Linked DNA regions of Arachis hypogaea: region 2 is linked to region 1. The links are chromatin contacts, called in public Hi-C maps. All regions are on one chromosome and are shown on one strand. Each heading gives the region's core, a stretch centred on a gene start, on an enhancer-like site or on the middle of the called end of the contact. The rest is flanking DNA. Distances are from core to core; before and after follow the strand shown.

Region 1 (3,735 bases), core at 706-3,205:
CTATTTCTATTTTAGTAAAAAAATTGAATAAATAATTCTTGGAAGCCTTATCTAATAATTAAATATATAAAAAAATTAAATTTAACATAATATTTTTATTTTCAAATAAAAGATATCTTTAACTATATATATATATATTCATTTCTTTTCTTTTTTAATATTTAAACCAAAAATATTTATAATTAAAAATTTACTATTTTAACTAATCCATATTTCTTATTATTGCATGCACATTGTTTAACCTCTAAAATAGGGGGATTAATTTTCATATCAGCCCTTATTGAAGATTGAAAACTTTTTAGATATTTTAAGTAATATTTTATTTTAATTAAAAACGGCCACAGATTAATATAGAAAGAAGGGTGCGTTTAAAATGAATCAAATAATTTTGTGCTTATTAGATGCATCATTTTTTATGTACAGTTAAATTTTATTAAATAAAAATTATAAGATATTATAGAAAAAAAATATTAATAAATTTATAAATATAAAAATATTAATACATATATACATAAATAAATTTTAATATATAATATTTTAAAAATAATAAGTATAATTTTTATTTTAAGATAAATAAATATAAAGTATATAAATACATACAAAATATTTTTTATTTATTAAAATTAATTATTATGTAGTATTATTATTGTTAGTTATAAAATAATTAAGTTATTTGATATTAATTAAAAATAATTAGATTATTCGTTAAAAAAATTAAAAATATTGTAATAGTTAATTTTGTTAAAAAAGTATTATTATATAATATAATTTTTTATTTAAATATTTGTAAACATACATTTTGTTCAAAATATTATATATAATAATATATTTTTTAATGTGCACAAAGTTATCATTTCATATTAATATATATTTTAAAATATTATATATAATAAATAAAAAATATTGATTTTTTTTTACACTTTTAAACAAACATTTCTAAATTTCTTTATTTATATTCTTAAAAATAAAAATAAACAATATCATTTTTATTTTTTTCTAAAACATAGGTAAAAATTTACTTCTAAAGATTACATATATAAATACCTTTACGATTATAAATCTTTACATATATACACACTAATTTGTAAACTTTATAAATATGTATGCAATAGTTTTTTTATCTCTCTGATAGCTTTTAAATTAGTCATGGTGACTAATATTTGTAACAAATAAAAAATAAATAAATATATTTTTAACCTTTTTAATGGAGTTATCAGTTATTTATTAAATTATAGCTAGATAATTAGTTTTAATTTTTTGAATTTTACTTTGTGGTAATAACGAAAACATCGATTTTATGTAAAGTAAAAAAAAATAATGAAAATAAAAATATATATAATTATATAGAAATATTAATTATAATTATAAAATTTTCACGTCATTCTATAGATTTTGCTTTTTGTAAAAATAAAATTTTATTTATATTTAAAAAATAAAAATAATGTTATTTATTTTTATTTTTATGTTTTAAGAGTATAAACAAAAGAATTAAAAAATGCTTACTTAAAAGTGTGAAAACATAAAAATATTAACATTTTCATGTATTATATATTTTAAATAAAATTCACGTTTATAAATATTTGGATGAAAAATTATATTATATAATAATATTTTTTTTAACCAAATTAACTATTATAATATTTTTTATTTTTTTTAACGAATAATATAATTATTTTTAAGTAAATATAAAATATTTTAAAAATAATATTGCATAATAATTAATATTAATAAATAAAAAATGTTTTTATATATATTTATATGTTTTAATTTATTTATATCAAAACAAAAAATTATAATTATTATTTTTAAAATATTATATATTATTATTTATTTATTTATATTATTTTTAATATTATATTATATATATATATGTCTTATATTTATAATTTATATCGATACTTTTTTATAATAAGTTTTAATTTTTATTTAATAAAATTTAATAATCTATAAAAATTGGTGCGTCCAATGCATACAAAATTATTATTGGGCTAGTTTTAGAAATACCCAAAAAAACAAAACAAAACAGGAACAAATGTGAAGATGAACAGAGAAGAGAGAACGAAAATGATGATGATATGATGGAAGCAAAACAAGATTAGATTGCCTCAGAAAAAACACTGTCCTCATATTCATTCATTCATTCTTTCTCTCAGTAGTAATTCTTTACTTCGCTTCCAATCTACGTTCACTTCACTTCCAATCTCCATTTCCCGTTACGTTTCGGATCTTTCTCCACATAATATTGCCGCCATTACCACAATTCTTTCTCTTTCTTCCTTTCTCTCTTTCCATTCTTTCTTTTTATACTCTTGGTAAGTTGTTTTTTTTTTTTGACAAGAAAACTGTTACTGTCGTGTTTGGATGCTATATTTTACTATTTTTTTTATCACTGTCTGTTTTCTACTTGTTTTATTTGAAGGAAGTGTGGAAGGAGGAAAAAAAATGACTCTTGGGTTGAAAGGAAACGAATTGATAATTGTGATTTTGTGTTCTTTTCTTTGATTATGAATGTAGGTTTCGCTTCAATTGTTTTTCCATGTAGAAGGATTTTTTTTTCCTTAAAAAAAAATAAATTCTCGTTACAATCTTTCTCGGAAGCCAAACAGAGCTCTAACTTTTGTATTAATTTTCTGATTTTATTTTATTTCAAGTTTTTGTTCATTTTTCTACTCACTTTCTGAATTCAATTATGCCAAAACCCTCTTTTCCCCCTAATATTATGATATGATGTATGGTTCTGTTTTACATCGTTGTTGATTTTCTCTATTAGGTATGTGTTTTCTCTTTTCTGTTGTCTTCTTATCTTTGTATTGCAACAAATTTGGAAGGAGAAAAAAAAAATAAGAAAAAAAAAACTTTTTTTTGTGTGGGATGAATGAATGGTTTATTGGGACTTTTAAGTCAACTCTCAACTACACTTGTCACTGTCTTGGGGAATGGGGAGGAGTTGCAATCCATCATCATTCATTAAAATTGTTCATTGAATGCTACAAGTTTTTAGCAAGTCTATGTGCATCTCCTTTAGTGTGAAACAATGCATTCAATTGTGTTTCCAATTTCACGTGGCTTCAATTCATGTTTCAATGTTATCTGGATCCCCATTACTCTATCATTCTGTGTTTGGTAGAAAAAAACAAAGTACCTCCCTTAAATTTGATTTGCATTTTTGTTTTTTCTCATCTTCAAAGATTAGTAATTTAGTTCAGTATGTCATGGCTTGTGTCCTAACCCTGATTTTTGTTTCTTTTTTCTCTTGAGATATGAAGTATGAACTTTATTGATGTTAATAAATGCAATTTAATTTAAGAGACATGTTGTAGATTGTTCTGCTAATCCAGTGATATGATTGTTAGGTCCACAACTTTAGTAGACTGTTAAGCATTTTAATTTTTTTACCATAAATTTCATATGCTTTGGAACTGATTCACTTGTGAAATTTTCTTTGACAGATAACTGCCATATATTAAGTGAGGAACTAGTTTGCAGCATAGAATTGTGAGTGGTGAAAATTTGATTTTATGTTTGTGCGATGCAATTCAGTGAAAAGCGAAGTGATGAGTTGTTGAAACCTTCTGAGGACATGGTATTTGGTTTGGAGCTAAGAAAGTTCAGCTCAAAACGGCATAGCAGCTTGAAGACCACAAAAGAAAGTTCCGCGTTGCCCCAAACAAGTCGAATTCCGAAGGATGAGGATAAATTGAAATTGAAGAGCAGCATTGGTGCAGAACACCTTGA
Region 2 (3,735 bases), core at 463-2,962, 150 kb after region 1:
TTCGAACTCTTCCTCACTGTCACTATTGTAATCTTTCCGTACAATATTTTCGGTCGGCCTCAGATTGTTCGAATTCAATGTACAGCTCGATGAACGACATTTGGGCACGACTTTCAATATACATTAAAAATATCTCTTGCATACTCGTTTTATCGGTTATATATTTGGTTTGAAATTGAACGAATCCACCAAATACTGGGATCGGATATTTGTATAAAATACATGATATCTTCATTGACGTCGCAGAATCTATCTTCTCATATATCACACATTTGAGCTCTTCAAATGAGATTGTGAAGGGAATAACAACATCCAATGAATTTTCACAAATAAATTTTACTCCTTCAGATGTTTCTAACAAAATCTAACCAAAATAATACACTTTTAAAATAACTCTATCATCCATTTTCCTCAACAATCTAAACAGAAACAGAACCCTCACAATCAATTTTTTTTAACCTCGTAACAAAGAAAAAAGAACCAGGAGAAGTAGAAAAACGCAGAAGAACACGGTGAGGAAGAAGACGCTATCTACCTTGTTTATGAGTTACACATTTTTATATACATATAGCTCCATAAATCGGACTCTACGAGTTGTTCAAACTCGTTCAAAAAATCTTATAATAATCAAATCGGATCCTACGAATTGCTTTTTCTATTGCTAAAAAAAAGAACCAACATGAACGGTCCGATTTATACCATCAATAATTTAAAATTTTCCTCCTTACAAATCGGACCGTCCGATTTGCCCTTTATATTTTCTTCAACATACAATCCGCATGATCCGAATTGCTAACGTCAAAAATCACAAAAAACTGTCCCACATTATAGTGTAACACTCCCATATCCCATAACAGAGCACTACACACTCATATGTTCTATAACAAAAAAAATCAGCCGATAATAATGACCATGACGATAACATAACAAAGGAAAAAAAAGCATTAGCAGGAACAATGCACATTCAAATAATAAAAGAGTACACACAATGATCTAGTTAAATTTGATTAAAAATTTGCTTAATTATTTAGTTTTTTTATTTTATTTTTAATATGATATTACGAAATTAAATGTATATTTTATACTAAATTATATATTAAAATTAAATTTATATTTTTAATCTTAAAAATTTCAATAAAACTTTTGAATCTTTAAATTTTTTTAATTATGTTGTGAGTGTTTATTCTCGAATAGAGTTCAAATTCAATTTTTTTTAAATTTTTTAAATTTGATTTTTTAATGTAAAGGCTATACTATTTTCGGATGAATAAAATAAAATAAAACAAATTTTATATTGCTACTCCTAATTATTGATTTAAAGATACAACTCACTTTAATTGAAATGTTAAAATAGTATTAAAAAGTTTATCCAAAAATTAAGAACTATAAATAAATTTTTTAAAAATTTAAAAATAAGATAAAAATAATACAAAATTTAAATATCATTTTAAAATTCATGTTTTCTTTTTAGTTTTTAATGTTAGTGAATATATACAAATTGAACTCATTTTTCACTTTCCTATGTCAAACTTTTCAAGAGAGATACTTTCTCATTTACTTATAGTGAATATAGAATTTATTCAATTTTTTTTTCTGATAAAAACATTTTTAAATATCGAGTAGTCAGTTACCATTTTGTCCCGATATTTATGGTAAAGGAAGAAACTAGGAGATTCCTCTTAAAACAATGAAACAAGGCGAAATGTAAAACTGGGAATATTTATTTATTTATTTATTTATTTTAAATTAAATAATTACTTTTGAGTTTTGAAAAAGAAGAGGGCGATGAGCCGATGACGCACTTGTTTATAATTTTATACTCTCTTCTCAACTGTCTCGCCGTGTTCATCTCGCGTGCATAGCATAGCAGTCAGAAAAGAAAAAAAAAATAAAAAAATAAAAAAATAAAACACAGAAAAAATTTAAAAAAGAAAGAGAAGACCAAACCAAACCCATCCCCCCCCCACACTCACACACAGCATTAGAGAAGAAGAAATTTCCAAAACCCCTTTTCAGTTTTATTGACCCCTTCATCTTCCCTCATTCAAGAACCTAACCCCTCTTTTCAATTTTTCCTTTTCTCTCTTTCTTTCCATATCATTATTATTCTGCCAACCAAACACACCCTTATTATTATTATTTTTTTATTATAATTATTATTATTCTGCGATCGTTTCACCCTTTCTCCTATTTCGATCTCGAAACAACTCAGATCTTCCCGATTCCGATTCCCCTTTCCAAAACGCAAAAACGCACTGCCGTTTTGTATTCTCTTTATTCTTCACCTGCTTTGGGTTCGTCGTTTCGTCCACCGCAGTGTCGGTTTTGCGTGGTCGGAGGGAAGTGAGAGAGGATTGATTCTGTGTGTGCCCGTGTATAATAAGAGCCATGCTGTTTGCTTTAAGAGTGTGGTTATGAGGTAATATGGAAGTTGTCGTTTCACTCTTAAGACTAAAACTACACCACAAACTGCAGCAAGAACATGTCGTTTTACATTGGTCGCGAGGCTTCAAAGGTTAGTTTCTTTTCTCTCTCTTTTTTTTAAAAAAAAATCTCTCTCTCTCTGTATTTTTTTGCTGGTCAATGCTTGATTACTTTGGGTTTTTGAGTGTAGCTATGGAAGAGAATTTGTGCAGAAACGATTACAGAAATCAACCTTCTTCTCGAGAATTGGAAGTACCTACTCGCTGGTCTTGTTTGTCAGGTTCGATTCTTCTTTCTCTTTTTCTTTTTTCTTTTTCTTTTTTTTTTCTTTAAATTTGTATTGAAGTTTTTTTTTTTGAACTATACTTGAGCTCTAGTACAAATTCTTTGTCTTCTTCTTGCTGATGTTGTTAACTGTCTAAAACTTTTTTTTTTTTGGTCAACGATTTTGTGTCACGTATCCAAGAGTTTGAAACTTTGAATAGCTTGATGTATAGAGTGAATATAGAAGTTGAGTTCTTGGTTAATACTATATTTGACGACTTGTGTGTAAATTTGTTTTTCACAATATCATATAGTATTGTTGAATTAAAGTTGTGATTTGAATGGTACGGATATGTTACCACATATAGAGTTTTATTATGAACTTGAGTTTATATATATGTAAACATAATGTCGGTGTTTTAACTTTTAATGTGGGATTCATGGAACCACTAGCTTTTTTGCAGCATCTTTTGGCAAACTTTGCAATGCTGGAAATTTGGCATTTGATGATGTATCCTTTGGATTTGGATCAATTAATTCTCAGCTGCAACTGACTGGTTCCAATTAGTTATTCCTTCTGAATCTGAATTACAAATATACTCCCAATTTTATGTGGAACCAAGATGATAAAATATTTCATTTCCTTTGCAGCATGTTGTTAATGACAAATGTTTTATTAAGAACTTTTTCTCTGTGATGAACAAATTTTGTGATGTATATATTTGTGTGTTTTCTATGTATGCATAAGGTGTAATGGTACACAGTACATTTGATTTACTTGCTTATTTGGCATATTTAATTTTTCATGCAATGTTTTATGTTTAAATTTAAACTGTATCCCTACAGTACATACATGGCTTGGCTGCTCGCGGAGTTCATTATTTACATAGGCCTGGCCCTACTCTACAAGATATTGGATTCATGATTCTTCCTGTGCGTAATTTTCATTCCCTTCCTTTTCTTTTTAACCCCGAAATATCTATCTTACACAAGGTTATTAAACTCTCGAGTTATCTCAGTTAGGTCCCCGAGGAAGTTTATGATTTT

What was found. A called contact is a pair of places that touch in the nucleus more often than the background predicts.
Region 2: a contact with region 1 is called in a Hi-C map of leaf, with 2.1 times the contacts expected there. The contact joins the promoter of LOC112749036 here to the promoter of LOC112749009 in region 1. A contact is called at or near these places in 3 of 8 Hi-C or Micro-C datasets (all in leaf).

Annotation. Positions count from the first base shown.
Region 1 is chr2:86,468,070-86,471,804 of arahy.Tifrunner.gnm2.J5K5, forward strand. It overlaps LOC112749009, which reads left to right and starts at 1,956. Exons shown (of 3, transcript XM_025797271.3): 1 at 1,956-2,312; 2 at 3,450-3,735. The coding sequence starts at 3,530.
Region 2 is chr2:86,615,782-86,619,516 of arahy.Tifrunner.gnm2.J5K5, forward strand. LOC112749036 (phosphatidylinositol:ceramide inositolphosphotransferase 1) reads left to right here and starts at 1,713. Exons shown (of 12, transcript XM_025797304.2): 1 at 1,713-2,515; 2 at 2,615-2,704; 3 at 3,535-3,621. The coding sequence starts at 2,483.